Regions from separate parts of the Mus musculus genome. Here all the other regions are linked to region 3. The links are chromatin contacts, called in public HiChIP or PLAC-seq and promoter capture Hi-C maps. All regions are on one chromosome and are shown on one strand. Each heading gives the region's core, a stretch centred on a gene start, on an enhancer-like site or on the middle of the called end of the contact. The rest is flanking DNA. Distances are from core to core; before and after follow the strand shown. Region 1 overlaps Mast1 (microtubule associated serine/threonine kinase 1). Region 2 holds the start of Gcdh (glutaryl-Coenzyme A dehydrogenase). Region 3 holds the start of Lyl1 (lymphoblastomic leukemia 1).

Evidence for each region. HiChIP or PLAC-seq counts read pairs in DNA pulled down with a chosen protein or histone mark. Capture Hi-C pulls out chosen DNA fragments and counts their contacts.
Region 1: an H3K4me3 HiChIP or PLAC-seq map of bone marrow-derived macrophages shows a contact between it and region 3, with 4 times the contacts expected there. The contact joins the enhancer-like site here to the promoter of Lyl1 in region 3. A contact is called at or near these places in 10 of 39 promoter capture datasets (the C10 cell line, cranial neural crest, embryonic stem cells and 5 more), 2 of 484 Hi-C or Micro-C datasets (the G1E-ER4 cell line and erythroblasts), 6 of 115 datasets of contacts at active chromatin or transcription factors (bone marrow-derived macrophages, effector CD8 T cells, embryonic midbrain and 3 more) and 3 of 9 other capture datasets (adipose tissue, liver and pancreatic islet).
Region 2: a contact with region 3 is called in a promoter capture Hi-C map of liver. The contact joins the promoter of Gcdh here to the promoter of Lyl1 in region 3. A contact is called at or near these places in 16 of 39 promoter capture datasets (the C10 cell line, the HPC-7 cell line, the SN4741 cell line and 10 more), 2 of 15 datasets of contacts at CTCF or cohesin (CD8 T cells and embryonic stem cells), 18 of 484 Hi-C or Micro-C datasets (B cells, CD4 T cells, CD8 T cells and 12 more), 14 of 115 datasets of contacts at active chromatin or transcription factors (the 230-238 cell line, bone marrow-derived macrophages, craniofacial prominence and 10 more) and 5 of 9 other capture datasets (adipose tissue, embryonic stem cells, liver and 2 more).

Annotation. Positions count from the first base shown.
Region 1 is chr8:84,920,084-84,922,976 of GRCm38.p6, forward strand. It overlaps Mast1 (microtubule associated serine/threonine kinase 1), which reads right to left. Exons shown (of 26, transcript NM_019945.2): 13 at 1,257-1,395; 14 at 1,017-1,149; 15 at 714-879; 16 at 532-633; 17 at 277-399. It overlaps Gm38426 (predicted gene, 38426), which reads left to right. Exons shown (of 3, transcript NR_103491.1): 2 at 311-421; 3 at 1,964-2,832. Among named protein-coding and RNA genes, the nearest start is that of Gm38426, 8.2 kb to the left of the region's middle. Within about 2 kb of position 1,613, at least 10 of the 459 cell types and tissues checked have an H3K27ac peak or open chromatin away from gene starts, as enhancers often do. A contact at or near this core is called in bone marrow-derived macrophages, where this site is marked.
Region 2 is chr8:84,892,665-84,895,830 of GRCm38.p6, forward strand. It overlaps Gcdh (glutaryl-Coenzyme A dehydrogenase), which reads right to left and starts at 1,257. Exons shown (of 12, transcript NM_001044744.1): 1 at 1,078-1,257; 2 at 891-1,020; 3 at 784-810; 4 at 357-500; 5 at 167-229. The coding sequence starts at 1,017. Gm39213 (predicted gene, 39213) reads left to right here and starts at 1,344. Exons shown (of 3, transcript NR_168730.1): 1 at 1,344-1,442.
Region 3 is chr8:84,699,848-84,702,797 of GRCm38.p6, forward strand. It overlaps Lyl1 (lymphoblastomic leukemia 1), which reads left to right and starts at 1,610. Exons shown (of 4, transcript NM_008535.2): 1 at 1,610-2,140; 2 at 2,793-2,950. The coding sequence starts at 2,817.

The DNA.
Region 1 (2,893 bases), core at 363-2,862, 220 kb after region 3:
AGGCATCAGCCACAATATCCAGACTCACTTTTTATTTTAAAATGGGGTCCCACTAAGTTGCTTAGGCTGGCCTTGACTTCTCTGTGTAGTATAGAAAGCCATGACTTCTTAGTCTCTGGGATGACAGGCCTGTACCACCTGGCCTGACCAGTGTCAGCCTTTTTATCCCCACATACCCTTAGCCAGGCTCCATCCCAGTCCTCACTGTGGGCCCTCTCTTTGGATCCCATTCTATACTCGGACCTGGCATTGTGTCTCTCCCTACCCCCAACTCACTGTCAAAGTAGCTGGTGTCATCTTCTGACTCTAGGTGGGGGATGAACTCCGCCTTCTGCCGCAGTAGCCCTGTCCAGTCCAGGTCTCGGAAGAAACTATGCTGCTTCACCTCAAAAGCACCACCTATGGACAGAAGATGAGAAAGGTACCCAGCGCCTGCCCAGCACACCAAGCCCAATTACTGCCCCAGGCCTCAGCTCAAGCTGGGACAGCAACCTGCTCCCATCTCAGCTGTCTTTGCAGAAGGCCTCTTACCTGCCCCAAGCCGGACCAGGGGGTTGGTCTGCAAGAGGCTAGATATTAGAAGCTGTGCATCTGTGGGCAGGGCCTCGTCCCCTTCAGGCCACAGTATGTCATCTGCAAAGAAAAATGAAGCTGAGGTCGCCTCAGGCTGCCCATCTTTTCATAGTCCCACCTCCCACCTAGGAGTCACGTACCGCTGATGACCTGTCCAAAGAGCTCTTCTGGGGTATCCCCGAAGAAAGGCACACAGCCCACCAGGAACTCGTAGAGAATGATCCCCATAGCCCACCAGTCCACTGGCTTGCCGTAGCCCTGGCGCAGGATGACCTCGGGTGCGATGTACTCTGGGGTCCCACACACCTGGGGGCAGGTGGTCAGCCTGTGCCCTGGCCACAGAAGGGGCCTCAAGGGAGAGCTGTGCCCTCCCACCAGGCCCTGGGCCCCTGAGGTCCTTCCAGGTCACTCCACCCTTGGTGACTCCCATGCCCGCCACACACCTGTTTGTCCAGGAACTCCCGGGCATCCTTCTCAATGTGCCCCTCATATAAGTTGGTGGTCAGGCTCATGAGTCCCATCTTGGAGAGGCCAAAATCCGTGAGCTTGATGTGGCCCATGGAAGTAATGAGGAGGCTTCAGGGACAAGGACACAGAGCAGGTTTCAGAAGTGAGATCCTTGCCCTTCACCCCTGGGTCTTCCAAGGAACAATGGGAGAGGAATAAAGAAGGCCAAAGCTCACTTGTCTGGCTTGAGGTCACGGTGCACGATGCCATAATTGTGTAAGTACTCAAGGGCTAGAACTGTTTCTGCAAAATACATTCGCGCCATCTCCACAGGCAGTGCCCCAATGTTCTTGAGGAGAGTGGCACAGTCACCACCTGAGAGCCAGGGAAGAGATTCAGGTAAAGAGAGAGTTACTTCCATACCCAAAGCCAGGCACACAACATTCACTGTTTCTCTACTTCCCTTGTACCCATTTTGCAGAAGGGGAAAACTAGAAATGGGAGCCTTTCCAAGTCTCAGAAAGAGCCGCATTCTCCTAGGCTTACCTCATGTTATTAGTCACCCTCTGAAATTGGCATGTCCAACCCACTTACTTCATAAGGACTCAGAGAGAAGTCTGGTCACACAGGAAGTTGATGATAGTGAGTTTTGTTTAGAGTCAAAGAAAGCATGACTCTTGGCCTCTTGACAACTGATCCTTGAGGGTCAAGGGTTTTTAAGTGTGGGTTGCTGGCTTCCACCCAGGAGGAGTGTGAGCCACATGTTATTTAGCTGCAAATGGGATCCAGGCCCTTGTGCATACTCAGAGATAATTCCAGCGTGGAGCCACACCCCCTCCCCCTCCTCAGTGGATTCTAGATAGGTGCTTTACTACTGAACCAGGGCACTGTCCAACATTCGTAGTTTAGTTTGCCTGATACCCGCTCTTTTCTTTTCTTACAGGGGTAGATGTCACTCAAGGCAAACCACCTAGGTCAATATGCAACAGGTTTGTGCCCTTTCACATGAGCATTAAACATAGTGTGCAATCGGATGGACGGCAGCCTTGCTACTCTATGGTGCATCCAGAGGGAGCAGCTACACTGTGGTGCATCAGAAGGGAACAGGCATGTCATGTGAGAAAGCAGTGCTATGTGACAGCCAATAGCTTGGTAAGAGCACCTAGATGCAGCCATTCCTAAAGGCGGCATAGCATATAAGTTCCTATGTTTCCTTGCTACACAAGATAGAAAAAGATAGATAAAATGGCTGGGGCTGAAGCCAAGCACACAAAAGGCCTTGAGTGTGAATTCCAACATGGCTCAGCCATACCTTAAGATGGAAAAAAAAAAAGTAAAATGTAAAGTGTGAATGATAATGTAAACAATGAGCTTTAGTTAGTTGGTATTGTAATCATTTAATTAACTTTATCTGTAATATTCTACTTATAATAATATTTACTGTTAACTAAATTATAACTGAAGCTGGCCTGGAACTGTCTCTGCCTGGGGATGTGACTCAGAGGAGAGCCACTGCCTAGAATCCCCCAGTGAAGCACTAGGGTTATGGGTTCCATCCCCAGCACCCCACAAAAAGCAATTATGGAGGAACAAACAGAAAGTGGAAGGAAGAAATGAATGAAGCTGCACACCTGAATTCTCAGCTACGTGGACACTGAGGAAGGAGATGGACTATTTCAGGAAGAGAGAGTACGTGCGCACGCGTATGCATGGGAGGGGGGAGGAGAAGAATTGGATGGATAATGCATAGATGAGCAGAGAAGGAAAAGAATGTAAAGAAAGAATTGCTTCAATAAACAAATGGATGAGAAGACACATATAGAGTGGGGGTGTTTGCATAATAATAGGAATTATAACTTAATTAAGAATTAAA
Region 2 (3,166 bases), core at 7-2,506, 190 kb after region 3:
GGGCTGCCCTGGTTAGGACTTTGTTCCTCTCAAACCCACAGCTGTTTTCAGGAGAGATAACCATTGCCCATTTTACAGATGAAATGCGTGACTGAGGAAAAGGGATGGTCCTTCAAGATGTTGTAGGTGGGTATAGGCTGCATAGTATACACAGAAATGTCCTTACCTTTAATGGTGGGTCCCAACACGCCCAGCTCCCCCATCTCATACACAATGTCCCTGTGAAAAACTGCAGAGATGGGTGTCAGAATCAGACCCTGTCTCAGTCTCATGGAGTCCCTGACTCCAGGGACTGCAGCACATGCAAATCATGTATGGTTGTGAAACCCAGCATGCCCACCCTTCCACCAAGGCACCTTCATTTCGATTAGCCAGCAGAATTCGAGACATAAGCCGCTCCTGGCAGTAGTTACGGAAGGTGTCCCTGATCAGTTTCTCATCGGCAGTCAGCTGCTCCTCCAGTATGAGTGGGTCCTTCCAGTCAAACACGGGGCGAGAGGCTGGGTAGAGTATGGGGGTCGAGTCAGCCAGAACCCCTTATCCTCTTTCACATTTTTAAGCTGTACCCATTCCCCGCCCCCCATCTCGCTCCAGGTGAATTCTGGCTTCAAAACAGTCTGACAAGCGCAACCCCTCTCCAGCCAAGTAGAAACAAATACCCTCTACTTTAGACTTCTGACCCTGGGGATAACCCAGCCTCCCTTCCCAGAAGTCCTTGCATTCATGGACTAGCATGGGTCAGAGAAACAGCTGGACTGGGAATAGGTGGGTAGGTGATCTTACATTTGGCCGGTCGGATCTGTGTCTTCTCTGCAAACAAAGGACGAGAACGCCACACTGAGAAAGTGTCCTGTGTCTCCCTGCCCACCCATCCAGAGCCTTGCACTGACCGGTGTGGGCGGCCGCCGAGCTCCAGGTACGTGGAAAACGCGGGAAGCGCAGGCCGGACCTGCGGCTCAGCAACCGCGCGGAGACTCCTCTCAGGGACATGTAGCCGGTGAGCATTGCAGGAACCATAACCTGGAAGGGCTGAGCGTCAGCGGGGACCAGCCTTCTCCCACCCCATACCCTTCATACCTGGTGCTTGCGGGCTGTGCTCCGGGACCAGCACACTAGGCCTAATAGGGGTTGCTCATTGGTTCCTCCTTGGTTCCTCCCAGAACACCGCCTCCTCTGTGGCTCTGCCTTTTAAAAGAGCCAAGGCAGCTGCCTGGTTTTGCAAGCGGGTTCTTCCATGCCCAGGCAGGTCTCTCCTTTAAACAGCAGAACCAGGAAGGGGCGGAAACAAGTGTGCAAACCCGATTGGCCAACTGTATTTCTGCCCCGCCCATTCCTGGTTAGCTAGTTGCCCAGAGCCTGAGAAGCGGGATCCCAAGTTCAATAAGAACGCCTGGAGGCCAGACCTTGCGAAATCCGCAAATGGGGTGCCTGCAGAGAGAAAGGTGGTGAGCCCCATCCCAACTTGTTGCTTTGTGTGTACTTCGTGGAAGGATGTGATCTTCTGTGGCAAAGTAACTGCATTTCTGTGTACCTGTGTGGTTCTCCTACCTTCTGGGTGTTGTGCAGAATAATCTAGAATATGTTATAACTGGGTGTCTTGGATGTTACAGTTTCTATTGGAGTATGCACTGATTTGGAGAAAATTAAGACAAGAATAGAAAAGAAGGGGGGGCATAACTGTATAAACTCTCCTGAGAAATAGTAACTGGTTATCCTGACAAAGCAGCCATCTAACAATTGTCCTTCAAAAAGAGAAAGCTCTAACCATAGCTCCAATATCTGATTCTCAAAAGTGCTTGACTGACCAACCACACAGAGAGACTTCCCCTTATAGACTTACATCGACCCTTTTATGGTTTTTAGTTTAAGGCACCAATGAAGATTATTGGCTTAGCAATAATGTTATAACTATAAATGTTATAGAAACCCATCTGTGCAATTGCTCAGACCAACAGTAGGTTTCTCCTCTGGGCTTGTGAGTAATAAATTCTTCTGATCCTCTTCTCAGTTGTCAAAGTCTGAGGGCAGCAACTTGTCATTTGGACTTTCCTGTAACGCATTTTATGGGGTTGTATTTCTATCTTGTAACTGGCTATGTAGCTGGGTAGTGGTGGCACACGCCTTTAATCCCAGTACTTGGGAGGTAGGGGCAGGTGGATTTCTGAGCTTGAGGCCAGCCTGGTGTACAGACTGAGTTCCAGGACAGCCAGAGCTATACAGAGAAACCCTGTCTCAAAAAAAATAAATAAATAAAATAAAATAACTGGCTATGTCTCCTCTTGTAGCTGTGTGTGGGTGAAAGCTACTATGATAGTCATCTTTACAAGTGTATCTTGTGGTGTGTGTGTGTGTGTGTGTGAAGTGCTAGGAAGCAAACCTAGCATTCTACTCAAGCTCAACAAATACTGCATCACTGAACTAAACTATATTCCTCCAGTTGTTTTCTTTTCTTTTCTTTTCTTCTTCTTCTTCTTCTTCTTTTTTTTTTTTTTTTTTTTTTTTTTTTTTTTTTTTTGGTTTTTCGAGACAGGGTTTCTCTGTGTAGCTCTGGCTGTCCTGGAACTCACTTTGTAGACCAGGCTGGCCTCCAACTCAGAAATCTGCCTGCCTCTGCCTCCCGAGTGCTGGGATTAAAGGCGTGTGCCACCACGCCCGGCATTGTTTTCATTTTTTAATTACATTTATCTATTTAGTGTGGGGGGTGAGAGAGAGAGAGAGAGAGCACGCAATGTATGCACAGCTCTCCATGTCCCATGTTTAGGAGGACAAAGGACAACTTTCAAGAGTCATTTCGCCTTCCACTATGGGTGTCCTAGGGATCCACCTTAGGTGTTTAGGCTTGGTGACAAGTGCCTTGACCTGCTGGACAGTCTCTCAGGCAGGCCCATTTAACACAGGGCCTCTGTTACAGTCAGGTTCCTTAGAGATTCACCATAACCATAAATAAATTTTAATAAGAAGAGGCTTATTTAGGTATGGCTTCCAGTGTGGGATGAGGGCTGCACCTGAGAGCACTCTCCCCTAGCCAGATCTACAAAAGGCTTATAAAGTCAAACTCCACAATATTATAGATATCCTGAAGGGCGTAGTTTTAACATATGTCTTATAGTTGCCCTAGTCATCTTTTTGAGTGGAATAAGGAAGTTTGATTACAAAAACAGGAATA
Region 3 (2,950 bases), core at 360-2,859:
GTTGTTCCTGCCTTACTGCAACTTTGTCTCTTTGACATGGAAACTGCTCTGGCTGCTCAGGAGAGCAGTTCATCAGGTGGCCACAGGGCGGCATCTGCAAACAGGCTGCCTCCCCTCTTCCAGCTATCCAGGCATTTCCTCCACTTCCCCAGTGCTCGCAAATCCCACTGCAGTCTCAATCCTATTGCCTGGTTTCTTGGGCTCAGCTGTCTGCAGTTGGTGTAGTGGCGGAAGCCAAACCGGAACCAGGCATTCTGTGCATCCGCTCCAGACCAGGTGCTTCCTGTCCTGCTTGCTCCTCAATAGGAGTATGCTCTCAGAACACAGGCGGCTGCTGAGACACCCAATGAAGAGACGTTCTCTCCCCTCCCCCTAGAGTAGAGGATTATTAATGTTAGGGGAGAGTCCTGGGGCAGAATCTCTCCCAGCACATGCACCCATCACCATCAGTCAGAAAGTGAAGCCCACTGTAGCAAGCTGTGCTAGAGGAGTCACTAGGGTGGGTAACTGGGTCTTTGGCTTAAGCACTTTGATGAGTCTGCATGGCCACTGAGCCCCTCTCTGGGTGTGCCCACAATTAACCAGATACAGGGGACAAGCCTCCTGGAGTGCCTGGGATTCAGCTCATCTTGGAAGTCCCCCTCCCCTTTTTGGGAGGAGGCAGAGTCTCTACATAGACCCGACTACTGAAACTCAATATTTAGACCAGGCTAGCCTTGAACTCAAGAGATTCAACTGTTGGGATCAACATGCCTGGCCCTTTTGGAGCTTACAGCTGGGGTCCCAGGATTTTTGTAACTTTTATACGGATTTTTTTTCTTTGACTTTTTCCTGCATGCATGTATGTGCACCATGTGCAAGTCTGGTGCCCTCAGAGTTAAGATGTCACATTTCTTAGAACTGGGGCTAGGGGGGGGCTGGCGAGATGGCTCAGTGGTTAAGAATGCCGGTTGCTCTTCCGAAGGTCCAGAGTTCAAATCCCAGCAACCACATGGTGGCCCACAACCATCTGTAACAAAATCTGATGCCCTCTTCTGGAGTGTCTGAAGACAGTGTACTTACATATAATAAATCTTAAAAAAAAAAAAAAAAGAACTGGGGTTAGTTATGGTTGTGAGCCATAACAAAGTGTGAGCCCTTTACAAAACCAACATGTGCTGTTAGCCACGAAGCCATCTCTCCAGTCTCTAGGTTTCCAGAATTCAGAAGATCACTCCAGAATACCTGGCAGTGAGGGATACCACCTAGTTGTGGTATGGCTGAGTAGCATCTTGGGGAACTTGGGAGCAACTTCTGGGAAACTCAGATATGGCTTTGACACTCATCTCACCCGCCTGGGCTTGGAAATACGTTAGCAGTGCCACAGGTTCGGGACACCTGCACCTCGGTGTCAGGACACGGCAAGGCCACATTACCAGAATTGTCTCCTTCCGGAGCCCTATTCCTGGGTGTGTGTGTGGGGGGGGGGGGTGCAGTCCACAGGGGGATCTGTAAAAAAAGAGGAACTAGGCTGAGGCTCATGGGTCATGGGGCCTCAGAGGACCGGAAAGGGGCCCCTTCCACCCCCATCAGCATAGGGGGTGGGGTTCAAAGCTAGACCAACCTCAGAGGACATCAGAGGCAGCCTTGCCACCTTTCCCCTTTGCACACGTTTGGCGCTGGGCTCCTGAGGGTTGGGGGGTCTTCCAGTGCTGTGGGAGCAGCAAACCCCGAAGGGTGACTAGCCGGGGTGGATCAGGAGGTGCGCGCTCCGTGATCCCTGCCCGCTGGTTTCCTCCGGGGTCAGCATTGCTTCTTATCAGCCGCGGCCAGGCAGCCAGACCCTTATCTGCACAGGCCCAGCATCCTCTGGCCTCTGCGCCAGCGGGTAAGAGGGAGGAAGCCAGGCTGTCGGGGGCGGGGGAAAGGGCGGGTCGGTCCAGGAGCAGCTCACTTTCTCTTGGAGGTACCCACCACGACGCCTCCGAAGCTACTCAGGCCCTCCGGAGCCCGGGAGGTGGCGCAGCCCAGCTCTGAGGCCCAACGGGAGGGATTACCTGGAGCACACCGGCCGAACTGGACAGTGGAAACTGTCTCCTGACCTGGACTGACAAACCTGACCACACAGCCGGGTTCTCCAAGCTGTGGAAACTGCTACAGGGTAAGAAAGACGCTTTAAACATTAAGGAGTGTCTGTGCCTGTATTCGGTGTTTGTTACTTCATTTATTTATTCATTCACTGGAAGTGAGGAGGCACTGAAATGTCCTCAGTTGGGGAAAACAGGGCAGCAATGTGGGAAGTCACACACTGGCAGGATACCCCAGACCTTAGAGCCCAGCAAACGTGGTAAGTAGGGTGCTGATGGGGTTGGGGGCCAGTAAGAGGAACTTTCAGCAAGGGTAGAGGCCCCTGGAATAGCCATGGAGAGGTGGCAGAGGGTGACTCTTGGAGACTTAGGAGGTCTTAGAGTTAGTCCGGAGATTCCTATCTTATTCCCAGCTGCAGGTAGGAGAGATTCTGAAAGATGGGAACTAGTTCAGAGACTGAAGATGCCCATTACAAACAATTCATAGGGTCAACGCTGCCTAGTATCTGATAGACACCCCCTCTTGTGGAGGAGGCTCCCCTCTTGTGGAGGAGGCCCTCCTTTTAGGTCCTAGCAGTTTCTAGGACCACTTTTCTACCTTTGATTATTGAACCCCCAATCCCTTTCTCGCCTAAGGGTGCTCTTACATTGAAAAGCTCAGGTTAAACAGGTGGGAGAAAGATGGTCTTTGGCCTTCCTTCCCCTTAACTTCACTCTCTCCCACAGGTTAGCATTCTATCCGTGGGGTCCATGTGCCCGCCCCAGGCCAGAGCAGAGGTGGGTTCCGCCATGACTGAGAAAACTGAGATGGTATGTGCCTCCAGCCCAGCACCTGCCCCTCCCTCTAAGCCGGCCTCACCTGGGCCCCTTTCTACAGAGGAGGT